Linked DNA regions of Mus musculus: region 1 is linked to region 2. Evidence: chromatin contacts called from public Hi-C data. All regions are on one chromosome and are shown on one strand. The core of a region is the stretch at or near the end of the contact, and the rest is flanking DNA. Distances in the headings are between cores, read along the strand shown.

What was found. A called contact is a pair of places that touch in the nucleus more often than the background predicts.
Region 1: a Hi-C map of extraembryonic ectoderm shows a contact between it and region 2, with 2.3 times the contacts expected there. The contact joins two enhancer-like sites. A contact is called at or near these places in 4 of 484 Hi-C or Micro-C datasets (3T3-L1-derived adipocytes, embryonic stem cells and extraembryonic ectoderm).

Annotation. Positions count from the first base shown.
Region 1 is chrX:139,754,990-139,758,567 of GRCm38.p6, reverse strand. No RefSeq gene overlaps it. Among named protein-coding and RNA genes, the nearest start is that of Ripply1, 26 kb to the left of the region's middle. Within about 2 kb of position 1,422, at least 2 of the 459 cell types and tissues checked have an H3K27ac peak or open chromatin away from gene starts, as enhancers often do. A contact at or near this core is called in extraembryonic ectoderm, where this site is marked.
Region 2 is chrX:139,439,242-139,442,860 of GRCm38.p6, reverse strand. No RefSeq gene overlaps it. Among named protein-coding and RNA genes, the nearest start is that of Radx, 39 kb to the left of the region's middle. Within about 2 kb of position 1,275, at least 3 of the 459 cell types and tissues checked have an H3K27ac peak or open chromatin away from gene starts, as enhancers often do. A contact at or near this core is called in extraembryonic ectoderm, where this site is marked.

The DNA of each region.
Region 1 (3,578 bases), core at 173-2,672, 320 kb before region 2:
AAGACCTGCTTATGTTTTGCTGTCTATTAGAGTTAGGAAAGGATCCTTGATTTAAAAATCTGGGAATGCAAACTTTGAAAAGGTATCTACCACAGCTTTAGATCAGCAGCTGCATACTGCTCATTTTGTTAACGATAAACATAGGAATATTTCCATAGCTTTATCAGAGCAACATATTATAAAAAAATGGAGGCAAAAGATGTCTTAGAAGTAGTAGTCTTAGTAATAGAACAGGATATAACATACATTAAGGCTAGAAAGGCGAAATTTCAAATATTGGCAAAAGTCATTTAGACACTTGGAACATTGATGAATTGGCTAGAGATTTAAAAAATAACCTAAGTGCATTGAAACCCCATGGATTGGGTTCAATATATAATCCTACTTGCTATTATTATTGGCATTGTTTTATTAGTAATCATTGTATTTCCACTCATCTTTAGAGCACTCTTGAGAACTGTAGCTACGACAAGACGGGACATTCTAGAACTTCGGCTGAAAAAAAAAAGGGGGGGGGATGCCACGCATAATCCGATGAAGTCTGCTTGACAGGCTGAGAGGCCTGGAAGTGCTCACGAGGCAAAGAGTTTCACAGAAACTCACCTCCTGGAGTTTTGGAGTTCTCATTAACCCATATACTCATACCCTATTCCTGCGTTAGTCTGGTGTATGGATCCACGTGCTCTCTTTTAGTATTATTTTATTATAAGTGCCTTTTAAGATTGAATTCTGACATAGCTAAGCCTTCGCCAGTGTTCCAACGTCCTAGAAAGTCCTTGAGCTGACCATGGGCTTGGAATTCAATGTTGCCTATTCAGTGACATTCAGAATTGCCTCTGGTATTACACTATCACTTAGAATAAAAGCCAAGTCGCTCCCATATACAGGAATTTACAATGGTTTAGGAAGTAGATCGGGCTGTGGTTTTAGAGTATTGCATTATTCATGAGATGGTTAGCTAGAACGGAACTCCCTAGTTAGAACCATGACTTGGGTGTGAAAGCCCTTGCCCTAGGAGTATAAAGACCTCACACCTGGCTTCTAAGACTATAGCTGACCTTAGATAGGGCTGACTTTGTCTCAGTTGTTTTATTGCCCAGTTCCTGCCAGTCTTTGTGCTTACATTCCTCTGTTTTGTGTAAGAGTCATTAAGCATCCAGCATCCGGTAACCTCATTTGTATCTTGCCGATGTGTCACCTAACTTCCCTATTTTCTTCTGTATAAAAAGTTTGATGCTCAATTTGACAAATTACATTCAGATTTTACACAATCTCCCGTGTTGGTCTGTCTGTCATTCGCCAACTCTTTGCCCACCTGTGACCAGAGACCCGTTCCACGAAGACAAAGGGACCCAGAGGGTCTGTGCCATGGCTAGTGGATAAAGAGTGCTGGGTACTTCCAGTAGACCCAGGTTCAGTTTCTAGCACCCACATGACAGCTCATAACCATGTGTAACTCCAATTCTAGGGAGGGTCTGGTGCCACCCTCTGGCCTCTGTGAGCACCAGTTATAAATATACACGTATGAAAAAAAAACCCATACACAAAATAAAATGAATACATTTAATAGCCAGATGAACCATAAGAAACTGCAGATCACTGGAAAGATCAAGATCTTAAAAGCATGAGGAGGGGGGCATGGCTCAGTAGTTAAGAGCACTTGCTACTCTTCCAGAGCACCCAAATTCAGTTCCCAGCACCCACATGGTGGCTCACAACCATCTCTAACTCCAGATCCAGGGGATCCCCGCCCCCCTCTGGCTTCAATGGGCACAAAAAAAATGAATGTGATGCACATACATAGGCAAACACTCATGCACATAAAATAAAACTACCTCTTTAAAAACATATCTTCAAAGCAGAAATCAGAGAGATGGTTCAGCAATTAACATTTTGTTGCTCTTGTACCGGAATTGAATTGGTCTCCCAGCTTATATCTAGTGGCTCACAAATGGCCCATGACTCCAGTCTCGGGAGTTCTGATGCATTCTGGACTCCAAGGTTACCTATATTCATATGTATGTGCTCACCTCACACATACACATAATTAAAAAATAAAAATGAAGACAAGTTTAAAACTAATCTCGAAAAGATGATACCTGCAAAGGGAGATGGGTGGAATTGGGGTGTCTATTGATGGATGGGATGGTTGCAAAAATGTAGTTTTGATGACAGAAATAGAAACTGTAGCACAATGTGGGCTTAAGAAGAAAGGCAATGTGCTTTTCCTGATGCCTGAGTGGATGTCTAGTAATGAAGTTGCTGGTATAATTTGCCTTGCCTTCAGAGATACCATGGCATAGGGTATCAGTGTCACCCAGATTTCTACTTCAAGCCCTCAAACAGAATATAGCTGATAAAAACCAAACTGGAAAGTACTGAAATACTAATACAATCAAATTAAAAATGGTGGTGGTGGTGGATAAATTGTGGGCATTCAAAATCCCTTTAACCCCTACTCCAGAACCAGAGACCACTATTGCCAGAATGCACTGCATTCCCTGCCTTTCCTATGCCTTGCCTATCATTCAGAAATTCTAGGAACACATGTCTGATGAACCATTCCTTAGTTACATGGCTATAAGGGGTAAGGATGCTGGGAAATCAGTCACCTGCTGTTTTATAAGGTACATAACTGATCAGTGGCTGGTGAGGTATGTGAAAGAATACATAAATGTGACATGAGGGACTTTGTTTTTAGGGCAAAGAAACTATTCTGTATTCTTGTTGTGATACAAGTATATACATGTTAATATCCACAGATGTACATACCATAAAAAGTTTATGATATTATCAGACCAAACCCTCCCCAACACAATGATAGCCCTGACCTGTTGTATAAATGAGGACTGCAGGAGATAAACAGTTTCTCCATCCTTCTTAAGTATTATATATTCATATATAATATCAATTTTCTACAATAGTCTCTCTTCTTTCTGTTTTATAGCAGGTGATATTAATTAACGTATCATTTAGTTTACACAGTGCAGGATGTCAAGATCAGATCGAGAATGATTAAAGAGGAGCAAACATCAGCCGTGGATGGATTCTGGTAACTGATAGAGACTTGGATCTTCCGTTAGGAGAGAGCAGTGTCCTTTTGTTTATTGAGGGGAGGTTTATGTGATGATGGGCAGGGTCAGCAGCTGCTGCTATTGCCTATTATTTAGAAGTACTAGAAGGGTGCGGTGCATAGCAAAAGCAAGAAGTAACATAGATAATGACACAGATCAACAATGGTGGCAGGTAGATTCTAAGGCTCTCGGGGGCAGCTCTCCTAATCTCTGCCTGTTGATCTTGCTTTTATGTAATCTTCTCCCCTTGAGCATAGGCAGAACTCATTACTTGTTTTTCATCAAAAACACAGGGCAAAGGCAGGACACTGCTATTGGGGTTCTGGCACATCTAAGATACTCTTTGCAGAAGACTCACCCTAGAGGCTAGCCTTTTATCTTTTTATCAAGACCTATAGATGCTAAAGACACCTGTGGAATTGTGTGAGGCATTTAGCGACTGAGGGTGGCCACCTATAACAGGCTGTGGTTTCAGAGCTACATAGAAAGGACATAGAGACTTGG
Region 2 (3,619 bases), core at 26-2,525:
ATGGTATAGTCGTTTTTTTTCTAAGAAATTATGCTTCACAATTTATTTTAATTTTTTTATTTTGTTTTCATTAATGTGTGTGTGTATGCACAAAAATGTGGGTGCCTGTGGAGGCCAGAAGAGGGTATCAGATTTGCTACATTCACTCCAGTAGTGACTTGCTTGACAGGTTTAGAAACCTGGAAGCAGTCCCAAGGTGAAGAGTTTCACAGAAACTTAGTCTCCTGGAACTGTGGCATCCCATACCATCTGTGTGCTTCCTTTCAGTATTGTTTTGCTATAGGTGCCTCCAAACAATGACTTGCCAAATACCTAAGCAAAATCAAACTTTGCTTCCTGGCTTTCACCAATGCCCTAGGTAGTCCTTGAGCCGACCCTGGGCTTGGAATTCAGTAAGAATGTAGCCTATTCAGTGACATTCAGAATTGCCTCTAGTACTGTAAGAGAGATAGTGAAAGAAATCAGGTATTACTATCCACTACATAGAGTTACAAATCTCAGGGCAAGCTTAGCAACGTAAGTTTAGAATTCTTATTATAGTTATGTATGGCAGACTACATTACTTAGTAGTAGAAAGTCCCCCCACACTATCACTTAGAATAAAAGCCAAGTCACTCCCATATACAGGAATTTACAATGGTTTAGGAAGTAGATTGGGCTGTGGTTTTAGAGTATTGCATTATTCATGAGTTATTCAAGGTTAGCTAGAGCTGAACTCCTTAATTAGAACCAGGGTGTGAAAGCCCTTGGCCCAGGAATGTAAAGACCTCACACCTGGCTTCTAAGACTATAGCTGACCTTAGAAAGAGCTGACTTTGTCTCAGTTGTTTTATTTCCCAGTTCCTGCCAGTCTTTGTGTTTTGAGAGTCCCATTGGTCTTGCAAACTTTATATGCCTCAGTATGGGGGAATGCCAGGGCCAAGAAGTGGGAGTGGGTGGGTAGGGGAGTGGGGGGGGGAGGATATGGGGGACTTTTGGGATAGCATTGGAAATGTAAATGAAGAAAATACCTAATAAATAAATAAATAAATAAATAATTTTTTAAGGAAAAAAAAAAGAGTCATTAAGCATCCGGTAACCTCATTTGTACCTTGCCGATGTGTCACCTAACTTCCCTATTTTCTTCTGTATAAAAAATTTGATGCTCGATTTGACAAATTACATTCAGATTCAGCACACTCCCTTGTGTCCTGTCTGTTTGTCACCCCATTTTCGCCGACTCTATGCCCATCTGTCCTAGACCCCGATTCCCACGGAATTGAGGGGGGGCCCGACTGAGCCTGGTCAGTAGCACAGATTCCCTAGAGATACAGTTACAGGAATTTGTGAGCTACCTGACATAAATGTTGAAAACTGAATTCTACCCTTCTGTAAGAACAACAAGGGTTCTTAATAGCTGAGCTATCTCTCCAGCCCACAATACAATTTATTTTTATTTTTATTTTTATTATTTTGGTTTTTTGAGACAGGGTTTCTCTGTGTAGCCCTGGCTGTCCTGGAACTCACTCTGTAGACCAGGCTGGCCTTGAACTCAGAAATCCACCTGCCTCTGCCTCTGCCTCCCAAGTGTGGGATTAAAGGCGTGCACTGCCACCACCCGGCCAATATTTTTATTGCATGTGTGTGAATGGGTATGTGTATGTGCACATGTGCCCGTACATACACACACAGACACACACAGACACACACAGACACACACAGACACACACACACACACACACACACGCACGCACGCACGCACGCGCGCGCGCGCGCGCGCGCGCGCACGTGCACGTACATAGCCTCGGGTGTCAGTCTTTACCTTTTACATTGTTTGAGACAGGGTCTCTTCACTGTTTGCCACTGTGTGTTGTAGAGTAGCTGTGTATGGCCCACTAGCTTGCAGCATTCTGTTGTCTTCATGTTTCATCTCCCCATAGGAGTGCTGCTAGCACAGCCATGAATTACTGCAGCAAAATTTCATATAAGTTCTAGAAAAACAAACTTGTACAATAATATTTGCATAGCAAGCACTGTAGCAACTGAGCACTTTAACATCACCCCCACTCCCAGTGTTTTCTACATGTCACATGTATGCAATGAAAAGAGGAAACATGATAATTTTCTATATCATAAATAGCATCGTTTTATAGTTTTACTTTTCTTCTCAGATCTAGTCATTTAAACTTTTCCTTTCTATTCTTATGGAGGATTTCTCTTTTCATACTCCTTTTAAATATCTACCCAATATCCAATATTTATGATAGTCCAATGATTATTTGATGATTCACCTGTTGGAAGGACATTGATTATTCCTCAGTTTGTGTTGAGACACAGTAATAAATAGTGAACACCAAGTTTTCCAGATATTTTCTCATAAACCTGTTCAACATTTTGCCCTTTCTAACAAATGGATGTTACTGACTGGTAACATTTTTGTGTATTTGCTTACATCACCTGGAAGTTGTTAACAATGAAGTTTTACTATGATGTCAGAAAAGTATCTTTGCACTTTGATACAAAATACCATCCACAAATTGACTGAGCTGTACACAGTAACAGTCAGTATGGAACAGGCTGAGTGAGTGCTCTTGGAAATGCCCCATAGAAGAGGACCCAGACAAACCATACTTATTATTATTGGGCAAGGAGACCCTGCATAGTTGCACTGACACATACTGAAGGGTATGTGAGAGGTATAATGCATCTAAGGAGAGAAATCTCCCTGAAACAGTTTAGACATGTTACTAAAGAAATCAACTAACAAGTCAGTAATGAACAAAGAGAAGGAACAAATGAATACCCACACTTCATACAAAAGAATAATTTTAAATGGTCAATTTCAACCAAAAATTATGAGACATTAACATAAATAGATAAAGGTAAATGCACAATAAAAGTAATAAAAGCTTTCTTTTGAGAGATCTTGTTGTTGCACTTAATGAGCGAGACATTTAAAAACCCTATTTTCCGTATGTTCAATAAATGAAAAGGCAATTTCAAAGGAGGGTGTTATGACAACATCTCACACAAAACCAAATGCTAATAAAGTGAAAGCTATCACGATGAAGAACCTTATGGAAATTCTGCAGTTGAAAGGTATAAAAACCAAAATAGAACCTTGCTAAAATTAGGCTCAAATCTTAGAGTTAAATTCAAAAGATTGAACGTCAAATAAAGAAAAAAGTGTGTTTGAAATAATAGGCCTAACAATAACTAGTAATCACGCCGAAGAACAGTAAGGAAAAATGATGAAGAACAATAAGTAGAGCTTTATAGGAATTAATTCGAGACACCTACAAACACACTAATGAGATTTATTAAGGTTAGCACAGAGCAAAATAAGAAGTAATGCCTGAAATGACTCATTTAATGAAAAATACTAGTACCAAAAACTCAACAAATGCCAGGTAAGACAAACACAAGGAAATTAGTACTCTGGTGTGTCAAGTTCAAAAGACTAAAAGCCAAATAAAGAAAAAATTGAAAGGACTGAAAGAAAAAGTGATATGACGTGTATAAAATGATCACAATATGACTAATAAGTATGTTCTTTGCTGTACTAGAGATTCAACTCAGAGCCTCATACGCTGTAGGAAATTTCTTTACTACTGCCTATAAGCCTAGCCTAATAAACAAC